2 separate regions of the Anas platyrhynchos genome follow, and region 2 is linked to region 1. The links are chromatin contacts, called in public Hi-C maps. All regions are on one chromosome and are shown on one strand. Each heading gives the region's core, a stretch centred on a gene start, on an enhancer-like site or on the middle of the called end of the contact. The rest is flanking DNA. Distances are from core to core; before and after follow the strand shown. Region 1 overlaps DLL1 (delta like canonical Notch ligand 1). Region 2 has its middle 120 kb from the start of DYNLT2.

What was found. Hi-C and Micro-C count contacts between places; a contact is called where the count stands out from the background.
Region 2: a contact with region 1 is called in a Hi-C map of subcutaneous adipose tissue, with 2.6 times the contacts expected there. The contact joins two enhancer-like sites. A contact is called at or near these places in 2 of 8 Hi-C or Micro-C datasets (liver and subcutaneous adipose tissue).

What each region holds. Positions count from the first base shown.
Region 1 is chr3:45,437,736-45,442,628 of IASCAAS_PekinDuck_T2T, reverse strand. DLL1 (delta like canonical Notch ligand 1) reads right to left here. Exons shown (of 12, transcript XM_038176672.2): 2 at 4,664-4,893; 3 at 4,186-4,497; 4 at 3,992-4,052; 5 at 3,571-3,828; 6 at 1,119-1,179; 7 at 496-626; 8 at 166-335; 9 at 1-27. The coding sequence starts at 4,723. Among named protein-coding and RNA genes, the nearest start is that of FAM120B, 3.2 kb to the right of the region's middle. Within about 2 kb of position 2,153, at least 1 of the 8 cell types and tissues checked has an H3K27ac peak or open chromatin away from gene starts, as enhancers often do.
Region 2 is chr3:45,611,680-45,616,572 of IASCAAS_PekinDuck_T2T, reverse strand. No RefSeq gene overlaps it. Among named protein-coding and RNA genes, the nearest start is that of DYNLT2, 120 kb to the left of the region's middle. Within about 2 kb of position 1,887, at least 1 of the 8 cell types and tissues checked has an H3K27ac peak or open chromatin away from gene starts, as enhancers often do.

The DNA of each region.
Region 1 (4,893 bases), core at 904-3,403:
GGTACAAGAATAGCTGTTCTCGAGATCCTGGGGGAAAGACATGAGAAATGTTCAAAATATTTACCTGAAGTTGCTGTGAGATCCAGAAATGGATTCTGAAAATCAGTAGAACTGACATTAACTCGCCCCTTGGGGTTTCATAGAGCACAAGTGACTGAGACTTACAGTGCAGCTTCCACCGTTCTTGCAAGGGTTGGCATCACATTCATTGATTTCAATCTCGCAGTTGGAGCCTGTGTACCCAGGCCGGCAAGAACAAGTGTAGCTCCCCTGACCAGTGTTCGTGCATGTGGCACCATTCTTGCATGGCTTGTGGTGGGTGCAGTAGTTCAGGTCTGTAAAACATTGGAAAAAAAAAAAGAAAAAAAAAAAAGAGAGAGAAATCTGTCAAGATACTTGCTCCTTTGCAAGGTTAGGCTAGCACAGATGAGCTGGAAATAGCAGCCTGCTTTCTGCATTTTAAGACAGGTCCTCAGGCAAGGACTGAGAACTTACCCTGGTTGCAGAAAAGGCCACCCCAGCCTTCCTGGCAGTTGCACTGCCACGGCTGCTGACAGGTACCATGAAGGCAGCCTGGGTATCGGATGCACTCATCACAATATCGCCCCTGCCAACCCACTCTGCATCTGAAAAAAAAAAAAAAAAAAAAAAAGTTGACAACAAAGTCTCGTCAGATTTAGACTTCTCACATTTGGAAACCCTATCGCAAACTCTGCAAACACACTGATGCCAAGGATCAAGTTTCCTAAAAGCCTTCAGTGATCCTTCATCTGAGAAAGTCACCGAGTCCAACCGTAGCATCAGCTTTCATCAGTCCCAGCTATTTCTTCCACTTCCTCAGACAGAGCCCCAGTTGCAGGTAGTTAATTTGTTTACTCTAATAACAAACAGCTAAACCTTACACACAGCACTGTAAACTTGTTAGGTTAATATAAATGGCACTGATGTTTGACTTGTGGATTAATACTTTGATCTGGCATCACCTGGATTTCTCGAATTACCATCTAATATGAAGAAAGGCATTTAAACTGCCCCTCGAAGGACCGGTGGCTTGTTTAGCACCAGAGCATTGAAGTTAAAGACAAAGAAGGGGGGGGGGGGTGGAGTGGAAAACTTACTTGCATTCCCCAGGTTTGTCGCAAAAGCCATGCTGCTCGTCACATCCAGGCAAACAAATCGCTGTAAACAGACCAAGAAGGGAGAGGCATAAGCTCCAGGGCCGAACGCCTCCCTTTTCAAAGTCCCCTCCTGAGAGCACCTTGTGGGTGGGGAGCCAGCCCCTTTTGCTAGGTCCGGGCAGTTAATAGCAGCTGAGTTAATCTCTGGAGCCTGCAGGAGTATTGATCTCGCCTGGTAGCTGGGCACTTTACTTATCGCCAGGGATGAGCATTCTTCTTAATACAGTTGCACACAGACAAAAGAGGGCTCACAATTGCTGCCTTCCCCGCAGCCCCTCGCCCCCCTTCCCTTCCCAGCGAGGGTCAGAAGTCCTTTTTTCCAATTCTATGCACACAGCTCCACCTCTTAATATCCCCCGAAAGTGTGTGTGCAGATAAGAGTGGACAGCTGGTGTGCAGGGTGCCAGTGCAAGACAGCTGCTCTATTGTCTATTCTCTCCCAGCAGCTGCCCCACTGCAACAATACCCCCGGCCCTGGAGCCAATGGGGCCGGTGCCGGCAGCCGGGCAGCCTATCCCTGCCCACAGCTAATCTATGGCACGCGCGTGATTTCGCTGCAAAAACTTTTTTTCTTATTCAAATAAATAAGTCTAAAGTTCTTCCTCCCTCCTCCCCCCCCTCCCCGCCCCGCTCGGAGCAGGGGCGGGTGGGTCCGGGCATGGTAAAGAGGTAAGCGGGCCAGCGGGAGGGAGGATGAGGGGAGGGGAAAAGGGACTTCTGCTCATTACTTCGCCTGGTTATGGAACTCATTAAGCAGGCACTGCAAAGTTTTAATTCAACAAAGCCAGCCGGAGACAATGGCATGCGAGGGGAAGGGGGGTGGAGGGGAGAAAGAATCAGTGCTGATAATCGGATCGCCTCAAAGTTGGAAAGAATGGAGCCGAGGGCAAGTAGACGGGAAGCAATCTGCCACTGGGAGCTCGGCTTGCTAACAGGAAAACATTCTTTTCGCATGCACACATAAACACAGCTCCAGCGCCTAGCGGGTTTGCGCTGCTGCTGTGCTGTGTTTTCTGAGATGGAAAGCAGAGCAGCACGCACAGCACAACGAGTCGAGAAAGATGGACAGCGTTCTGCTTTGCTGGGGGAAGAGCGGCAGTGCACAGGCATCCGAAAGTGCTGACAGCCCCAAAAGAGCTCATTATCAAAATGCTTCCTTTTTCCCCACCCCTTGACATAACCGGGATAGGCACTTTTGATCATGGGAAAGGTTGTAGATCCTATTTAAAACGCTATCAAAGGAAATGCAAGCCCCTTTGCCTGCTGTTTGTTGTGCAACATCGTGCCATGAACTGCTAAAAGCATCTCAGCAGCCACTGACAGTGTGAATAACCAATCTGAGATCACTCGATAGCAGCTCAGCTGAGACCACAGTATAGGTGGGCTTAAAAAAAAAATACAGAAAACAGAGAGGCTGCTTTACAGACTATAGCTGCTTTCTCTCAGCCCACCTGGCCCTCTGATGGCTGCAGGGGAGCACTCAGTGCATCATCTGCCAGTGTACTTCAGACATATGTGTGCACACAAACAGAGAATGCCATCACACACCGCAGCAGGAGCTCTGTGTCTGTATGTTTGCCTGTATGCTGCTATGTGTCTGCGAAGGGGGGTAACCTCATAAAAACCGGTGGTACCTGACATCTCTGGCTATCTGTCCTCTCTGTCATCTACTCACTAGCCCAGCTTTTCCTGCTGTATCAGTACACTGCATTCCTGAACAGTTTCAGGATCAGGCTCACTTTAAAACTCGTGTCCCTTGTCCTGTTCTGTCAGTAGCAATGAACATGGCAATGTCACAGGAGAGCGATGGGGAGGAAGCTGACCTGTGGCTCCAGGTGAAAAGCCTCTGTCAGTGGCTCTGTCAGCGTGTGAGTACACCAAATGAGAAATCCTACAGGCCACAGGGCATCTCTCTGCTCTCCCACTACTTTTTTCAGTGCAAGGTGGCAAGACAGCAGACAGCTACAAGCCTACCTTTAGGCCTTCCACACAGATGTTGCCGAGGCCTAGCTTCCTTTCCTGGAGCCCCGTACCCCATAATGATGGTATCAGTGTACCGAGGTTGAAGGGGTGGCTAGGTGTAAAAGGGACTCCTGATGCATTTAAACACATCTTCAAGCAACTGCTGAGCATTCTGCCACCAGATTTGACAACTACAGTGAATGAGCAAGAGTGTGGTGTTGGCACTGACATTTTATGAGCTCGAGGTGGAGCTGCCTGAGCTAACTTTCTGTGGTAAGCCTGAGGACCCCCTGTCCCCCACACCAGTAAAGCCTGCACACAGCACCAGCCCTCCATGCACTCCAGCCCGGTTCCCCCTCTCCCATGGGGCCTGATGTCAGGGAAACACCTCCCAGAGAGCTCACGGGGAGACACGAAGGTGGACACTCACGCTCAGTGCAGTACTGGCCCTTCCAGCCCGGGTTGCAGACTTTCTCGCCACGCTCTCCGCAAGTGAAGTGACCGAAGGCATCGTCCCGGGGGCGGCAGAAGACGGAGCAGCCTTCCCCGTAGTAGTGCTCGTCGCAGACGAAGCGATACGAGTACTTGAGGTCGGTGCGGCCGCTGCTGTGCAGGTCCTGGGACCACTCCTCGCCCACCGCCAAGTGCCTCTGGGTGGCCAGGCGGCTGATGAGGCGCTCGGGGTTTTCTGTGGGGAGAGGAGAAGCGTGATCAGGGTGCCCACAGCGGGCAGGGGGATGCTCATAGAGGGTGTCTGGTGGGATGGGGACCGCGGAGATGGGGCGAGGGGGGCTGCGTGCCTTCCTGGCGAGGGGGTGGCCCTGGGGAAGGGTCCGTGGGGGACAAGGTACCTGTGGTGAGGTCGTCGGGCGAGTCCGTGTGGAGAGCCTCGATGATGAGCGAGAAGGTGCCCTGCGGAGACAAGGAGCAGAGACAACCCGCCGCGGCGGCGTGAGCACAGCCGGTGCCGTGGGTGGGCAGCACCGCCAGCCCCCACCCCGGGGTCGCCCTCCCTGCCACCCCCCCTTCGCCTCCCCTCACTTACGGGCCAGGTGAAGCCGAAGGGGAAGCGGATGGGGTTGCTGAAGGCGGGGTCGGCGCCGCCCGCCCCGTCGGGGACGCTGAAAGAGTTGGCGCCGAGCACGGGGGTGATGGCGCTGCCGTAGGTGCAGGGCGGCTCGGGAGACACGCTGGCCTGGTAGTGCTTGAGGCAGACGCGGAAGAAGGTCTTGCAGTCGCACTGCTGCAGCCCGGCGCCGCCGGGGCCGCCCCCCCGGCAGCAGTTGCGGTTGCTGAGGAGCCCCTTCTTGTTGACGAACTCCTGCAGCTTCAGCTCGAACACCCCGGAGCCGGACACCTGGCGGGGACGGGGACGGGGACAGGGACCGTCAGTCCCCGGAGCGGCTCCGTGCACCGACGGCTGCCCCCTGCCCGCTGCCTCCCCCCGCCCCCGGCCGCCGTAGGGACCCCCCGAGGGGGCGTCCGGGTCCCCGTACCCCGTCCCCCCGTCCCCCCTCACGTACCTGGCGGCGGCAGAGCAGCACCGAGAGGAGGGCGAGCGCCAGCAGGAACCGGCCTCCCATGGTGGAGGGGCAGCTCTGGTGCCCTCGCGTTCCTCCCCCTTGTCTTGTCTGCGGGGGGGGGGAAAGGGGAAAGTGTCTCTCGGGGGAAATCAAAGAAAAATAATCACGAAGCGGCCAAAGCCGCTCGCCCCAGCGGAGCTGGAAGAGTTACTGTCACGGTCTCCTTCTTT
Region 2 (4,893 bases), core at 638-3,137, 170 kb before region 1:
ACTATGCTAAAGTTTATTTTTTTAATAAATTCTTAAATTAGAACAAACTGTGAAGCTGTTTATAATATACTGCTTTCATCAAAAGACAAGTTACAAACAAGCATTGCTGGCAATGTCTGTGGTCATTAATGTAATTCTCTCCTAAAAAAAATGCAACGCCAGAGCAGAACAGGAAAGGGACTTTACTCAGTCACAACCAGTCTGATTTGACCTTTCAATTTCAACAGACAAAATGGTCTTACCTTGATTCAATTTTTTTTTCTTTGAAAGAATGCCAGCATTTCAGACTATTTTAAACAGTGTTAGAAAGCTGAGAATTGCAGAATGCAGTGGGGTTTATTTGGATCTGAGGAAATACTGCATACTGAGGATTTAGCAAAATGTGTGTGCACAGTTCAGAGGAAAAATGTTAGAAAATAATCCAATACATGTATTTTTGTCTTCAAATTCTCTTTAACTCAGCTTCCTTAATTCTGTGCTATTTATTGTAATTATTCTTACCTCAAAAGCAGCAATGAAATATTTCCCTTGTGTAAACAAGTTTTAGATATGTTACAGTAACCTGCGAAACATTGATTTTGCTGAGGTTTAGCTACATGTTGAACTTCAACTGTGCACAACAAGAATTCATTTGAACTCCAAAATTCTCTCTTAACATATAAATGTAAGAAAATCACCATTTTAAATAAATTAAAAAAATATATATATTCTTCTATAAATATTTTGGATTCAACAGCTCCAGAACCTTTTGAAAGACTAATGCAAACCATACTGAGCAGCATAGTATTTATTAAAATGTCACTGAAAAGATTGCCTTTGTTTTTCATGATGGTGTCTCTTATTTTCATGTATGAAAGATGGTATTTGTAACTGTTTCAGCTTCCTAAGAAAGGCAGTTCTTGCTTCTTCCACTGGCCCATGTAATACCAGAATAGGTACTACTGTGTCCTACTAACAGTGACAGTCAACATCTTTTGACTTAACAAGATCTAAGATTGCCTTATACACATGATATAAGATTGCCAACATCATAGCTGCAATGAAGCCTTAAATATTCATTTTTATCTTGAACACCTCCAGATGTTCTATAATGTTTCAACATGAATCCTCAGTTTAGTTTTTCTGTGTCTTTTCTGTTTTCTGTAAGGACATCAGTATGCTTCCCTCTGTTGCCATTTTAGAGGCAAAAAACACTTGAAATTAAAAGGGTTTCTTAAAACGATGGAGTCATAAGCCAGAGGGACATAACTATTGTGGTGACAGAGCCTGGGCAGTTGTATCACATTTGTTGTGTCATTGCTGAGACGTGAGTGCAAGAAAATCTGTTCAAATAAGAGGGTGGCAATGCAATGTACCATTTATCCTGGAATAACCTACTTTCATAGGGCTAGAATATGAGGAAGTCAGTCCTAGAAGCTAAAAACACAGACAGAGCTTCCCCTCTGCCTCACAAACCCTTCTCTCTAGAATTAAACTACTTCACTTTTAGCAGTTTGTCACAGTTGCAAGCTCTCACTCCACCAAGGGATGTAGCTGTGAAGAACAAATGATGGTGAATGTTTTATTCTCCTTGTGGTCTCAGCCAGAGGAGGACCACAAATTCAGTAGTCTTGAACTCCTTTGTACTCCAAAGTGGTCTACCCCAGGTCAACCAACATGTGGTCCATAATTACTTCTAGCACCTAATTTTCTCTCAACAACATGTTGTTCAAGATCTCTGTGTAGACAAGCATGTTCAACTGTTCTCCAGCCAGATGTGTTTTACTGGACTTCCTTCAAAATACAGCCGGTCCTCAATAGCCAGCAGATGTTGCTACTGAGCAGCAGAAAGACCAACACACAGAGCTCAGTCTGTGTCTACATGGAGAAAAAAATACCACCCCCAAATGTCAAGTTTGAGTCATCTGTGGTTAAAGTTACATAAAAGGCATGGGGATTCTTGATCCTGTGGATGTATAGAGAAGCTTAGTGAACAGTAAAGTCAATCTTGGAGCAGAAAACTCTCTCCGGTGTTAGAAATATTCTGTCAGCTCGTGGCTTTAAAATTCATATCATCATATTAGTGCTAGACCGCTGACTTCAGCCAACATAACTTAGCTTTGCACCAATGTTCAATCAGTACCTGTAAGTCTGTCAGATATTTAAAGACAAATGTTCTTCTAGGCCTTTGAGGAACCATTTTAGGCACCGTTTCAAGTATTGCCCCAAAACAGTTAATGGAATGCCCATCTGTAAGTTGTGCCGCTCAGACAAGGAACTTCAGCAAGATATTACACTTGCTTTAGAGATCACCCTTTCTCATACAGCATGTTGTAAGGGACACTCAAGGAAGTAAATTCAGAGGGACTTTCTTAACTTTCACTCTTCTGGACTCTTTATATTGTTCTCGTTAGCAATGAGAATGATGATTTGCAAAACAAATTCAGCTTGTCTCAGTTGGCAGGGTTGCAGTGAAGGGGTTGTACAGGTATCTGCACAAGGGGAATTTCCAGCTGCTGTGAAAGGGGTCAACACCATAAGATGACATCTCCATAAGGGGAAGTGATTGTGCAAACTCAAAGGCTTCAATGTGAACGTTGCGCTATTTTTCAGATACAGTGTCAGCTAGGGGGACAAGGGAAGAGGTGAAGTTGCTTAGGGATTTTTTATTATTATTATTTCTATTGCTTGTTTCTGGTAAAAAGCCAGCAATCTGGCATATTTTGAGGAGGAAGGGGAAGCTGACACTGCGATGTGAAAAATATTCCTGGAAATCTGAAATTTCAAAACGTAGCTCTGCCTTTTTCACATTAATTCATTCAAAATTTCCCCTGAGACTCCCTTAGGGGAGTGAAAACACCTGAGAAAAAATCTCATTATCTAACTCCACTCCTGCTTAAGTACTTGTCAGCTCTCACGATGATGTTCATTGCTCCTTATTAGTCCTGTCACTGGCATATGGATGCAGATGAGAAAGTACTTAATTTAACAAAGATCTTTGGGTAACTTGGGACTGGGAAGGGCATCTGCCTTTCAGTGCAATGTGTGAACAGGAATCACTTCCTCTGTATTTGCTCTGTCTCCCCCCAAAAAGCCTTATCTTGAGGAAACTCTTCCAAACTTTCCATATAAACCTGCTAAAATGCCTGGCTCCTCCCCACAAAGTTCCCACCTGGAGCTTGTTGGGAAATTTTTGGCAGAGGTGGTTTTGGGTTGTCTTTTTCCATCAGGAAATGGCAATCTACAGTTTTTCTGAAGAAATAACTGTGTCCTTACCCTGATGAAATAACATCTTCTGTAGGATTGTCAGTCCATAGGAACCAAGAAATGTGTACGTAGTAGTACAGTGTATTTCATCTTGTACATGCAGCAAGTCTTGAAAGAGTGTCATTTCTAACCATAGGTAGAACAGAGATATTTCTTTGTCCTTTTTTGGAAGAAAAAAAAATGGCTGTGATTATTATATTGCTAATTCCCATGGCATATTCTATGGAGACCAAAAAAGAAAAATAAATAAGGAAGAGACTTAATTTCTACAGGTTCATCTATCTTCTTCATTGTTTAGACATATACAGATTACTATCTCTCTAACGAGCTTATTTGCTAAATAAATGTATTGATACCATGCTTAAATTATGGGATAAACTAAAAAAACAACGGATACATGTATTCAGGGAAAAACTAAGACAAATTGCCCTATAAAATATTACAACGTTTACAACACCATTACCAACAATGTTAAGAGTATAACATTTACATTCAATATCTCATTATTTTTTTCTAATTCAGTCAAGGCCTGAGACAAGGGCCTAGTGAAATCCTACAGAAAAAGAACAAGGATTGCTGATGCCACGTCTCCATGGCAGCACAGCTAATTTGGCAGGACAACCAAGCGCACAGAAAGAGAAAGAGGTTATTTACAAAGATATCTTTGATAAAAAGGGCTTTGGGGACAGGAAAATGGTCTAGGAAAAAACAACTCACAGAAACGTTCCAAACCTTTAAAATAAATTCTTTAAATGACTGAGAGAAAATAAATTGGGGAAAAAAAAAATCTTGAGTCACTAAGCACTGTGAGTTTCATCTTTGTTTGTTGTTGTACAATGCTATAAACCACACTGAATGGCCCAGAATAACATTAGTGGTTCTGTGTATTGTAACCACTTCAATCAAGGCCTTTTGTTTTGAATCACCTGCCCTGCCTGCATTGGAGCCCCTTTTATAGCCCAGTCGCAGCACAGAGATCTAATTTAGCTCAACATACAAAAAGGAGCAGGGAAGAAAAATAGACTCATTTCTTGCTGCTCATTGCTTGATTCCACAAGAGAATGACTGGGACAACACACGGAACAAACCACTTCAGAGAATATTTTAAAATTCCTCAGCCTATGACCCCCAAACAGTTTCTAAATTATATTGTTACAGCATTCCTGGACGATGCCAGCTGGACACAGGTGAATTGGTGATCGAGGTCAGTGGGTATGCCTCCTGTGGTCCTCCACAGGGGAGGGGGAGGATGGTTGGTGAGGAGAGTTCACCCTGAAGCATACGCTGCGAGAGCACAGTACTCATGTTAACTCCCACGGAGAGCTGAAGGGCAGAAGTGCCTCACAATGGTTCATTTTTACTAGTAGAGGGCTCACTTGAGGTTGCAGGCAACAGACTGCCTAGGGACACGTTACAAGCCTTTTCCAGTCCTCTTCCATGTTTCACCTGCACAAATAGCACCATGCAAACGCACATAGTGGTTAGCAGTGCAGCAGAGCAGCCTTCCTGATAAATATAAACCCCAGCAGACATGGAAGTGCTGGTTTCATGTAGTGGGGCCTTCTCAGACCAAGCAATGTACTATATCTACCACTGCATCCATGCTTTTAGCCTGACAGAAGAAAGGCAGTTTTTCCCTTATCAGCT